Linked DNA regions of Zea mays: region 2 is linked to region 1. A link is a contact called in public Hi-C data. All regions are on one chromosome and are shown on one strand. Each heading gives the region's core, a stretch centred on a gene start, on an enhancer-like site or on the middle of the called end of the contact. The rest is flanking DNA. Distances are from core to core; before and after follow the strand shown.

What was found. A called contact is a pair of places that touch in the nucleus more often than the background predicts.
Region 2: a Hi-C map of tassel shows a contact between it and region 1, with 3 times the contacts expected there. The contact joins the promoter of LOC100272530 here to the promoter of LOC100275241 in region 1. A contact is called at or near these places in 2 of 25 Hi-C or Micro-C datasets (ear and tassel).

Annotation. Positions count from the first base shown.
Region 1 is chr1:39,678,735-39,685,062 of Zm-B73-REFERENCE-NAM-5.0, forward strand. LOC100275241 reads right to left here and starts at 2,400. Exons shown (of 6, transcript NM_001149376.1): 1 at 2,206-2,400; 2 at 1,956-2,101; 3 at 1,141-1,191; 4 at 91-312; 5 at 1. The coding sequence starts at 2,291. It overlaps TRNAG-UCC (transfer RNA glycine (anticodon UCC)), which reads right to left and starts at 1,794; the gene lies at 1,723-1,794. It overlaps LOC109943141 (a long non-coding RNA gene), which reads left to right and starts at 2,664. Exons shown (of 2, transcript XR_002265829.3): 1 at 2,664-4,151; 2 at 4,224-4,619.
Region 2 is chr1:40,345,729-40,352,555 of Zm-B73-REFERENCE-NAM-5.0, forward strand. It overlaps LOC100272530 (callose synthase 11), which reads left to right and starts at 5,089. Exons shown (of 6, transcript XR_004853101.1): 1 at 5,089-5,231; 2 at 5,714-5,790; 3 at 5,900-6,827.

The DNA.
Region 1 (6,328 bases), core at 1,150-3,649:
GCTGAATATTTAATGAGGGCATAATTAGACATGTCAATTTAGGATGTAATATATACTATGTCCATCTAAAAATGTGGACAAAACACTTACAAGATAGTGCACCAAGAGCTTTTATCCGAGCAGTAAGGTCAGGATCTGATCTGAAATTGGATAAGAGAGGTTCAAACCCACTAGCTTCCATGACCAACTGCTGGCTGGTCGGATTGTTCTGAACCACTGTTGTTACCACATCAGCTGCCTTCGCTCGGATACGAGCATTAGAATTTCTGAGGTACTTGATAACTGGAACCAACCCACCAACAGAATGCAAATCTAGAGCACCACATAGAAATGGCAAAATAAGTCATCCAAATAACAAACTGTGAGTATAAAAAATGATAGTTTCACATGATGGATATTTTAAATTAGACTCGTGGCTATTATTGCTTCATTGTGAACAATCAGTTCATCGTTCAGTCAATTATGTTTATTCTAATGGATCAGCTCCCCTTGAAAAAGGTTGCACGGTAGCATATTGAAAGGGGAAGCTGAGAATTCACCTGAATAACAATGTTCTATTGCCAAATACCACTATAGTTGCCTCCATCCATTTGTTTAGCCACCTCAAAAGAAACTACGAATGTCATTTTGAATCACCCAATGATGTGAATGTATTCAGTTCAACACCAAGAATGCATGCCTCCAAGTGCTACCATTGTCTCCTACATATGGAATTGTAGATTTCACTTAAAAGTAAATAATTTGAGTTCCTGTATGTATGAATGAAATATGTTCATAAACCTTAATGCAAGCAGAAATTACGACCTGACACTAGGAGTAGGCGAATTCTAATGGACACACACTCATAACACATATCAGATAGCTATGAAGACTTCTATCATATGATTTGTAATTGTGCAAAAGTCTGGCCCCAAGGAGCCATCCACATCAAGGACCCTCAAGAATCCCACAAAGGAGGTACCATTTTGTATTGTATATCACAACTGAAACCATATTGAGGTAAGGGTGGGGTTAAACAAAGATTACGGCCATAAAACTAGAAGTCGATTGCAAATTGAGATATGAAACATGAGATTTTGTGAAATATAAATGAAATGATAACAAAACATGGGAAAAATTGAACATGAATCTGGGACATACCATTTGCCATGTCGATAGACTCAACATGCACCTGCAGCTCACTCAGCAAATCTGGAATTTTCCGAAGCATGCAGATCAGTATTCATCAGGTATGAGAAATGACATCTGAAACTAAATGCAACTAAGGTCCACATAGTCAGCTTGAAGGCTGTTACAATCTGCAAGTTGAAACAACATTCTAGATTATATAGGCAGACTGTAATCTGCTTCCCCTCAACTTGCAGATTGTTACACTCAACAGGGCTCAAAACATGCCTATGCGTATAACCATTAGATAGATGTCAGTTCTTCAAACAATCAGGTAAGAAGAACACAAGTACAACGAAAAGCCGCATAGAAATATATCTCCACCAATCTTTTCATATTTTTTGGTAAAGGGAGGGTCATTTGTCTAAGCGTTACTGTTCCTTGATGTAAAGCGGAACAACAATAACAAAGCAAATTGGGGTAGGCTAGAGTTGAAATTATGAGCCAGAATAACAAAAAAAAAATGCCTGCCCAATTCCACATCTATAACCATTACTTTGAAGCAATTTGGGCCAGACTAGAGTTGAAATTATGAGCCAGAATAACAAAAAAATTTGCGTCTGCCGGGAGTCGAACCCGGGTCTATTGCTTGGAAGGCAATTATCCTAACCGTTGGACTACAAACGCTGTTATGTGTTAACTGAAATTCATAGTTTTAATACTAAACTTGCAACGCTAAAACTGAAAGATCTAAGCGTAGAAGCCAACACTAGCATGCGTGTTCAGCGAATTTAAGCAGGAGATGTGGGAAATGCATCCTGCAATCATGCAATATAATTGACCCATACCTTCGATGTCGTCGTGGGTGATGCCCTGCGCCTCCAGGACGGCGGGCGGGGTGCTCATGAGCAGCGCAATCTCCCTCATCCGGCTCACCACGTCCATCATCATGTGCTGCTCCACCGCGTCCGCCAGCCACCGCCGCTCCTCCTCTCTGTTGATTGGCACCACCGAAAACCAACACGCGCTTCAGCCACGTCTACAAAGAGAAAAGCAGACATGCGCTGACTTCTCGCCAGCAATCCAACATTCCCTTACCTGACGGCGCGAGAGGGTCCCGCCCCGTCGACGTAGGAGAGGCTCCATTTGAGCAGCCCCGCCCAGCTCAGCCGATCCCCCGCCATCTGTCCTCCTCCCTTTATGCTTCTTAATCCGACGGCGCTTCCGGCGAAAGCAAACCACCGCGCGTCCGGTTTCTCTCAGCGGCTCCCAAAGCTGGTGATGTGTGTGTTCGATCGCGGCGACGCGAGATACTTACACTTCTGGATATTGGGAAGCGATGATGATGATGACTCTTGTATAGCCAAAACGCCAAATGCCGTCACACTCACACCACGTGGTGGTGGTAGGAAGGTTGGGGATAGGGACGGATCTCTCTGGAAATTACTAGGTTGTTCGGGCCCACGCAGCGGTTGCTCCGTGGGCCGGAACGGCCCGTGCTGCACCGGGTCAGGTTAGGTTTTCTGACACGGCCCAGGGCCTTTTCTTCCCTCTCTGTTTCGGCTGTTCGTTTCGACTGTTCATTTGCATCCACGAGCGCCGTGGAGGGAGGGGATGGGATGGCAGCAGTGAGCTCGGTCTGTGTCCTGCCTCTCGCGCCGCTGAGCCAGTGAGCCGTGCTGCTAGGAATGTGTTGTAGGGAGGAGGGAAAAGGGCTTCGAGTACTCCGCAACTCGCGAGGTATGGACTGCGGCGCGGACGCCCTGCTGCTGCTGCCATGGCCGGGGATGCGGAGTTGCCTCTCGAAGAGGCGGAGGCCGCGATGAGATCCGCCGACGACGACAGCGTCACGGCCACGGTGGTCAATATGTACCACTTTTAATATTTGATGGACCAGTTAACAAAAGCTTTACCTGATCGAATCCTAAAATGACTTACATTTGGCATAGGATGCATTAGTTACTAGTTAGAGCAGCTGGCACCTCCCTTCGTCAATAAACCATATTTCCTGTACGAGGCTGGCCGTTGTCATGTTTATGTTCCTCATGTGAAATCTGATCATACAACTGATCTTATCTACTTAGATGATACTGCACACAGCTGTCATGTTTATGTTCCTCATGTGAAATCCGACCTTATAGCTGATCACCTATGCTATGTATCTACCATATTTAGATGATACTGTATACTTAAGTTAGTCTTTGCCTAGCTACTCTGTCCGCTCGAATTAATTTTATGCACATTATGTGTGCTGCTTATGCTAATAATGCTCTTAAGATGCATGTGTCTTACTGTCTTCAACATGTCCTTTTCTCAGGTTTTATGTCATTATGAAGACTGGTTAGCTCCTTGCTTTTGTTAGGTCTGTTCAAATTAGCCTGATTTCTTCTCATTTATTCAAGTTTGTGAGTAACAAGTTATTGTACAACAGATGCTTCGTAAATTCTATGTCGCACTTGAACCACATCGTGCTTCAATCTGAATCTTGCAGTAATAACATGTTTTGATCAGTTGCGTTTCTGGGGTGTTCATATATGGTGCCTTTCACACCAAAAGGTGATAGGGCTGTTACTGGTGTTGGGGGGATGAACACCTCGGCACTTTGGATGAATTTGATATTATTAACATCAAATCTGCCTGAATTGTTGTGCAATATACACTAATAACTCTGAAACTGAAATCTTGTATCTTATATTTCTCTGTTGCTTGCATGTTGAAACTGGGGCTGGTTAGGCATTGACTTCTGGATAGGGACCTTGGAAACAGAAGCTACATCTACATTTAATATTATATAAATTTCTGTTTGTTATTCTTCTAGAAGAGCAAAATATCTTGATCGTTCCTTTGTGAATTGTGCCAAGTGAGCTGTGAGGATATATAGAGAAGGTGGGAATGGACTGGCTACCTTGCCTACCTATTGCTGGACTATGGTCTATGGAGTTTGGAGTATGGACATTTGCAGCCTCCGCATAGCCTGGTGATTGGGAATGGACATGTTTTTTAAAGATGTGTCTTGTATCGATTATTTTTCTTCTAAAATGAAGGTGATATCATTTTATTCTGAATTGAACGTCAAGACATCTATATTTGTGACCAATGCCCGGGTGTGATTGCAGTTGATGGTGTTGAAATTGCTTCATCGACTTTGGAATAGCAGAGGCTGTGGGCTGTGGCTAGACCACAAGGAATGGGGAGGAAGCTTCTTGTCAGCTCTCCCTTTCTTCGCAGACAAGGAGTTATGTATCGTGTATTCATGACTGATTGAGCATGACAGCATCTGAAGTTTCTTTGTTCGTTGTGTAGATCTGACCTATCTACCCCTGACGTGGAGCACATGCCAAACTTTATTGACTTTTGGAATCTGGCTATTTTGTTCCTGTACATGTGAAGGTCAATTGGTCTGGGGTTTTTAAAATACAGTAATTGGTTTACGGGTTTTTTTGTTTAACCAGAAAATGTGCCGTATAATTAAGGGAAAAAAATAATATAATAGCTTAAGGAGACCTTTTTGACTCTGTATTCGCCGATGAGCATCTAGTAGTGATTTGAAAGTGACTGGAAGCGAAGTTGTTGCAGCAACGGCGACCATTCGCAGAACCATCTATAGCGGCGAATATGCTTTCGCCGAGAAGCAAAAGCGGATGCCTTACGGCAATATATTTCAAGGGCCAGAAAGGAATTTTTAAGAGAACGTTGACCACAAAAAGCAAAGAGTTAATTAGGGGGTGTTTGGTTCTGTGGACTAAAGTTTAGCCCGGATCACATCAAGCGTTTGACTTTCAAATATGAGTATGAAATATAGACCCAACCAACTGTACTAGATTCGTCTCACTTTTTAATCTTCGGCTGAGAAATTAGTTTTATAATTCGACTACATTTAATACCCCGAACGGAGGTTCAAACATTCGATGTGATAAGGGCTAAATTTTAGGAGGGGCAAACCAAACACCCCCTTAGTCACTTTGGTTCCAATTGAAGGTAGATTATTTTAGGATTACAGCTGGTTAAACTTATGAAACCTGGTCGGCCATTACATATATTTTAAAAACATGATCGGTATCGCCAAATCAACGATGAAAAAGTTTTCCATAGTTTTATATAACTATAAATATTTGAAGTGATTTTCTTTACTTTTACCAGAGTTGAATGCGGAGTGTTTAGTCATGATACATCTCTATAAAAAATATAAATATTTTTTTTTCCGAAGTCAAGCTATTCCATATTTAACCAAATAAATTATATCAAACCATGAATGTTCCGATACTGAATTAACATTCAAAGAAATTCAATGTATCAGCGTCCATTTTTTTTGGTTTGCGATATGTTAATATGGGTTGCGATTCACAAGTTTAACTAAGGGAGATGCTAATTTATAGGTGCCTCAAAAGTAATCATCTCTCATGAGACCCTTTACTGACGTCGAAGTTGATTGAATGGCTGGATCATCGCCTCCAACCTTTGGTGACTGTTGCTCGCATCCGGCGTCACCTGTGCATGGTCGCTTCCATCCCTCCTCCGGCCGTCCTAGCGGCGAGGACACGACCAGTCATCCGCCCACCGCCTCAAAGTCTCAAACAATGACAAAATATTTGGTTTGTGCTGTCAGAAAAAACAATAAAGATATATATTTCTATAGTTACACAAGGTCAAAATTATGGTATATGTTCATACCAAAGAAATCAACAAATTTTAAGTGTTTCTATAGCTAGGCAAGGACAAAACTCAACTATATGTTAGCACAGAAATAATTAGTATTTATAATTGTTTATATAGTTAGATAAAGACAAAGACATGATATATTATGACAAAAAAACAATTAACATCAAAGAGGACAACTTACAAAGTCAAATGGTGTCAAATTTACCCGTTAGCAATTAAAATGACAAACCACAAGAGGTCAATCCGTAGTTAAAAAATGATATGATTATATTCTACTTGTGCAACAACATTTAGACGCCTAATATATAGGAGTAAGTGTAAAATTAATGACCAAGAAAAAAAAGGTGAGCAGGCACGGTTGTTTAACGGATAGAAACTCGAAGCAGACACAACAACTTTAACACAGATTTTGATTATGCACCAAAAGTAAAAACAAGATATGGTGATACATCGCCTGGAGGGACTAAAAAAATCAGGCAACTGATAGATAAGAACAGTGTTTAACAAAAAAAAACTCGGTAGGTTCAGAAGGATCTTGCACCATCGTAGCGTTTCTCAGTTT
Region 2 (6,827 bases), core at 3,839-6,338, 670 kb after region 1:
TCACTATCAAGTACATTCCTAGGATTACCCGGACTAGATTTAGCTCTTGTGATTTTGCATTCTACTACATTTTTACTTGTTCTGCTGCATTGACAGCTCTAGAAGAGGGTTCCAGACTCCCTTGTGAAGACCCGCGTTGAGGATGATGGCTTCACTATCAAGTACATTCCTAGAATTACCCGTACTAGATTTAGCTCTTGTGATTTTGCATTCTACTCATTTTTACTTGTTGTTCTGTTGCATTGACTGAAAGTACTTATACACCTGTCCAATCCTAGAATTACTAGATCATGGTCCTCCCTAGATTCAGCCCATGCCAGCTTGGCCTGATTACTCAGGTATTCTTTTTGTCTTAATGGTGCTACATTGCTGCTGTGTAAGTGTTTGTGTGCACTTGGAACGTATTGATTACTGCTGACTAATGAGATAAATTAATGTCACTCAAGTTCAGGTTGTAGATGTAACTGTTTTATCTAGATCCAAGTACTTTACCTGGCATTCATGTGGTAGGGAGTGTTTTACAAGCTCATCAGATCATTGTATTGCATTCTACTTTGTTGTCTCACTGCTCCTTCTACAGAAATAAAAATCAGGGCCACCAGCTGTATGGTTTTTGAAGGATGTGACTGGAAACTATTTGTTATCAAAACAAACCGGATGTTAGAAAATTTAACTTGGTATACTACATTGTTTGTCATGCTGCTTTTTATGTACTCAAACTGTGTAATGTTGTTATTCTGTGTAGGGTCATTGCCATCCAAAAGTCCTGAGAGCTTTGGTAGAACAGACATGATTATTTAAGAGTTGTATTTGTGCCCTTTTTACCTCTTCGATGAATTATTCTGTTAGTATTTGATAGTCATGAGCGCCTTGCTATGCTTCAATTATTAACTATCAATTATGTAACAGCCTCGAGTCATGGGCCATATTTGACAAATGCATTCTCTTGGTATGAGTGGCCTTAACCTCTGAAAAATTGCCATCTTGGAGCCTTGGAAGATATATATCAGAACAGAAGGATTTTGTAAGCATTTGAAACTATAGTACTTGCTTAGTAATCACTTCTTTAAAGTAAAAGTGTCATTAGATTGAGTAGCTCCATGTGCTATGCAGACAGATACATTTATGGCTCAGCAGTTCTTATTTCAAAGGCAATGGCAACGGATTCGTAAATGTGCACAAAAGTTGGGTATCTACATCATGGGTGACATGCCTACATATGTTGGCTACCATAGTGCAGATGTTTGGGCGAACACACATTTGTACATTGAGTTTAATGACTGCGGGTTTGTTAATCACTGGGGACCTATTATCAACACAAAAATGTCTCCTGGTGCATTGCTAGCTGCTAGATATTTTACTTTACCAATTTGTTGTGATTCTGATGTTCACAAGGTCAGGGCTTCATAGTTTACAATAATTGGTTATATGAAATGAAATTTACAGCTGGAGAATAAAAGACACATGAGATTTTGGGCAAACTTGAAGAACCTACCTCCAGTGCAAATCTAATTTCAACACCAGCTGTTGAGAAGGGTTTTTTCGAGCTTAAAACAAGTTGTACTGACCTTCACAGTGTTGTGGGGGATCTGCTTCCATCTGCAAAGGCAGTTGTAGATGATATATTGGCTGCAAGGATGGAGAAAGGCGTTAGTTTGAAAGCTGAAGAAGTAAGAGGTCAACGAACAACTTGTGGCACTGCAGGCCCATGTGCTCTTAATGATAAAGACAGGGGTCCAAGTATAGGTAAACCTCGCAGCCTTATGAATTGGAACCCAACAAAACAGACCTTTCAGGTGAGCATTTGTTTTTAAAGGAGTTATCTTTGCTTTTGAACTTTGTTCACAATGGACATGCTTTCATTGTTAAATTGAACTTGTGACTGTAATAGCTAGCTTTTGTTCCCGTTTTGATTGAAAATGATATCAGTGCATATATTGTGTCAATATTTTGCATTAAACAGTGTGTGTACATTTTATTCATTTCTCTGTTGATTGACTTTTCAGTACAAATTGTTCTCTACGTTGCCAACTTTCTGGTCTTGTCTACATTTCCTTTTTTTGATGGTATGTGTTATGAAATATTTTGAGGATATATGTGTTCTTGGTAAGATATAAGATGCTGTGACCATGACAAGAAATAATCAAATGGTGTCACAAAACCTAATAGTTGTAGGATTTTGTTTCATTTTAGTAAGGTAACTACTGAAATTTGGATTTTGGATCATGAATGCTCTACTATAGCCCCTCCTTGTGTTACACTCAAACGCAAACTCATTGTAGTCTAATTTAAGCTCAATCAAGATATCTCATAACTTTTTAGTTAACCTATAGGATAGCTTAGTATCACAACCGCAAAATGTTAGATTCTGGTCATGTTTCTGAAAAGAAAACACTTGTTCGCAGTGGGAGGAGTCAGGTCCTGAGTGTTCAGAATCATCATTACGTAGACCACCCTTCCCGATAGTACTGGTTTCTCCTTTGGCACCGCGAGAAAATAAGAATGGGCATAGGAAGGCAAGGAGGTGGTGCTTGTTAGAATAAACACTAAGAAAGGGTGTTGAACAGTATGTTTTGTCTTGATGTTCTGATTTATTTTATTCTTATTTGACATCTCAGCTTTCTTATTCTAAAACAATCGCATTTAGTTGATGTTGTTGTATGCTCATGGGTATATTGTGCTTGTTTCATGTGTAGGTATGGTAGGGGCAATTGGAAGGAAATATTAGATAACAATCCTGACGTTTTTATCTGCAGAACACCAGTGGGTATTTGGTTATTATAGTGAAGTTCCTGTGGTTTCCAGTCAAGGTACTGACGGGTTGTTTGTTTGATGTATTGTAGGTGGACTTGAAGGATAAGTGGAGGAATATGATTATCCGATAATGTAATGGAGAAATATGTAGGTGTCGAGTTACTAGAACCCCTGACTAGGGTTGGAAACGAGTCGATTCGGCTCGCCCATTGCACGAGCTCAAGAATGATGCTCGGCTTGGCTCGAAGTTGGCTCGCGAGCTGGCGAGCGCTCGTGAGCCGCACCGTAATAAATATATTGCATTATAACATAATTAAAAAATATATAAATATGGAATATACCATCATCATTCAATATTATGAGTAATCTAAATTATGAAGTATCATAAATTTATCATTAAAAACTAAGAAACGACCCTATTATCCATAGAATTATTCAATATTATAAGCCGCTCTGAGCTCTAGCTTTTTTCTAGCCACACTTTAATGGAGTTCTGCCTCGCCTGGTGCGGCAAGCTCATCCGGTATGCCCGCGCCGTCGCCGCGCACTACGTCTGCTCCGTCAAGGGCCTCTGCTTTGACCTCTTCATCATTAGGGGTGGAAACAGAGCTTTCAATGCATGCTGGAGGTGCACGATGTGATCGATATTATCCATGCATGATAAATGATGACAATGGTGATAGCCATGATATATGGTCAACATTGTATTGATCTTTTTCCGAATTTTAGGCTATCATGTTATTTGCTGGAATGGAGATATTTCATTGTTCACTTGGTTCTTGTGATAGAGTTAATTACCTAATTTCCGTGCTTTCTTAGTACCCTTTTTCTGATATTTGAGTTGTAAATAACACTTCCTTAATTGTGCTGTCATTATAACTCAATGACATTATTAAAATCATATATAGAGATCAATATGTTACTAATGGTTGCAATGTAATGGTGAAATAACTAGATTAAAATAACAAAATTTATATATAGTTAGGATCACAATGGATTTCGAAACATTTTCTCATAACAATATAATACACATTTGTGCATAAGTTATCGTATTATTATACGTTCCCGTTGCAACGCACGGGCACTCATCTAGTTATTATATATCTTCTAACATAGAATAGTAGAGCACGACGCGGTGGGGATGGAAGCTTCTCCCCCTTCCGTCCTTTACTCGTGCGGCACGTGGCGATGATGCGAAGCGGGAGTGCGGGACTCATTTTCTTTGACCCCGCCCACCGACCGCATGGCGATGGTCATCGGCGGACGGAGCAGGACGATTTGGACTCGCCCAACGCGTTCGCACGCTAGGTGACTGGCGAGCTGGATGCTTCATGCTGCGTGCTGGCTGCTGTGGTCAGTGGCGTGGCACGAGGCATGACGGCGCCCTGTGTTTTCTTTCCAGACCCAGAAGCGCGACACCTCTGTTCCGTATGATGGCTTCTGGAATTTGTTCGCTCATCTGCTCTGTTCGATGCGTATTCTCGCCCGCCAGGCGGGTTGCAGCAGGAGAACCTTGCCTTTTGTTTCTGGTGAATGAAGTCCACTGCAAAACCTTTACATGAGCTCTGATATTTTTTATATATATGAAAGTATGAAAGAAATGTGCCAATCTCCGTGTCTGTTCGGTAACCGTATTACTCTCCTTCTTCAGCATCGAAAAGAGGCCAACAGTGGTGAATTTTGGCCCAGAACCAGAACAAGGTGCTGCCCTCAAATCCTCGCAGGCCCAGACCCAGGCCCAGGTCCGAGGTGGAGTAGAGGGATTTCAAAAGGACACGTCTGCTTGCAATGGGCCTAGACACCGGCTAGGCCACTATTTCTTCCACGCGAAAAAAGTGTCTTTCTCCCTAAACTATTAAAAAGGGTCTGTTTGGAGTGAGGAATTTCATATAAATCGTTATAAGCCTTCAATAAAAACACAGGAGCAGGATATTTTTCTCACGTTCCAAACGTTCTAGGTCCATGGAATTATACTTGCTCCATGTGAAAAGGAATTCAATTACAATAGAAAAAGATATCCATCCTTAATAAAATATTTGTTTGTTTGCAGCACTGTAATAAATACGATTACAACTACTTATTACTTTCTTTGTTCTTTTTTATTTGTCGCGGTTTAATTAAAAAAATAAACTAGTGAGTGATAAATATTTGAGAACAGAGATAAGTATGTAAAAACCAATATTTCATTGATCATTGTCGGTGTCCCATATTTCCTTATTATTAAAGCAGAAAGGAAATCTGTTCTCACATGCGTCCACGTCGGCAAAATTTTCTTAGTCGTTGGATCGTGCATCATTGGTTTCTATTCTCTCCCGTGCGTCCGTGTAGATACTTCCAGGTGACGATTCTTCTCTCCTCGCACTGTCTGTTCCTGCACATCTCGCGCTCCCTCCTCCCCTAAACCCCACGCTCACCCGCGGCTCCGGCGACAGCCGCTTTGGACTCCGGTTCCCTCCGTCGGCGGTCCAAAAGTCCATGTAAGTGCGCTCCCTCCCCACCTCCACCCCCGCCCTCCCCCGCCCGCTCGCTCGCGGCTCCGGTGACAGTCGCCACCGCTTCAGACTCCGGATCCTCCATCGCGTACAGCAGCGAGCTCCAAGACGGTGGCACCACAGATGCAACATCTGGTGGGGGAGTCCGCTGTGAAGTAGGCGGCCAGGACCAGGGACGAGTCCCACAGCTAGGAGCCAGTGAGGACGCGACCGGTGGCTGGGTCGCTGCTGCCGCCGTGCTCCACCACGGTCCACGGCCAGCGCGTGCCCTTCATATTGCCGCATCCCCCTCCACTTTCTATATTTGTTTACTGGATTAATGATTGCTTATTAACCTACTTTCTAACCGACTGTGCCATTGAATTTGGATATTGACAATTGAAATCCACATTTGCTCCTAACAAATGTGCCCATTCTATATTTATTTACTGAGATTAACGATCGCTTAATACCATACTTTCTAACAGACTCTGCAGGTTTGTCCCTTGCGCACTGAGCAAAAGCATCTCTAAATTTTTAGAAAATTAGACTTCAATTACAAGAGGTACGTTTACATAATACATTGACACCCCTTATTTTAATTATTCCCATTAAGTCATGTATGCATTCACTTATTCCCTTGTTGCATTTTTCTATATATATACTGCGTGAAGATCTGCATGCCAGTGCCCTCCATATTAGCTTCTTACGGTGGGGCTCTTTCAAGTCGCATTTGATGCATCTCCCTCCCAAAGGTACTGATTTTGTATAGCACCAAGTCCTACAGGGTTCTTTTCCTATGAAAATGTGAAAATGTTCTTTATCTAAACATTCCCACTTCATATCAGAAGATGCACATCTCGATTCGTAATAAAGGTTGCTCCTTTTTAAAAATTCACAGGGGTGTATCAACGCTTCTTATGTTTTCTACCCAATTTTACACACTCAATCCTCTGAAACCTGTGTTTGTCAATAGTGTGTTTTCTTCATTAGGGTGTGTGTTTTCCTTCATTAGGGTGTGTGTTTTTCTTCCATGCGAGGAACCACTGAATTCTCTTGGCCACTTGCATCAATGTGAGTTTTTCTTCATTACGAGGAATTAAACAACTATTATTTCCCTTTCCTCTCTGTCAAATGGCCATTTCATTACTCTAATGACTATTCTATTCACTCTGCAATAGAAAGAACCTCATTAGAAGATAGGTATGTATTTCAACCTTACTTCAAGAGTTACGCCTCTTCCTTTTACGTAGCCTTCTATTAATTAAATTACATTTAATTTTTCAAATCATTTTCTAAAAAAGATTATATACGTTTTAAATGAACTGTGCATTTTCCCGTTGTAAATGTGTGTACCTATACATTTTCCACATATATATTCATCTCTGAACCACTTACATTAGTGTGTGTGTTTCTTCATTGTGAGGAATTACACAACTACTGTTTCCCTTTCCTCTCTATCAAACGACCATTTTGTTACTCTAGTGACCAACTTATTCACTCTAAAAGAAAAAAAACTCACTGGAAGATATGTATGTATTTGAACCTTACTTCTAGAATTATGTCTCTTTCTTTACGTAGTTTTTTGTTAATTAAATTTGC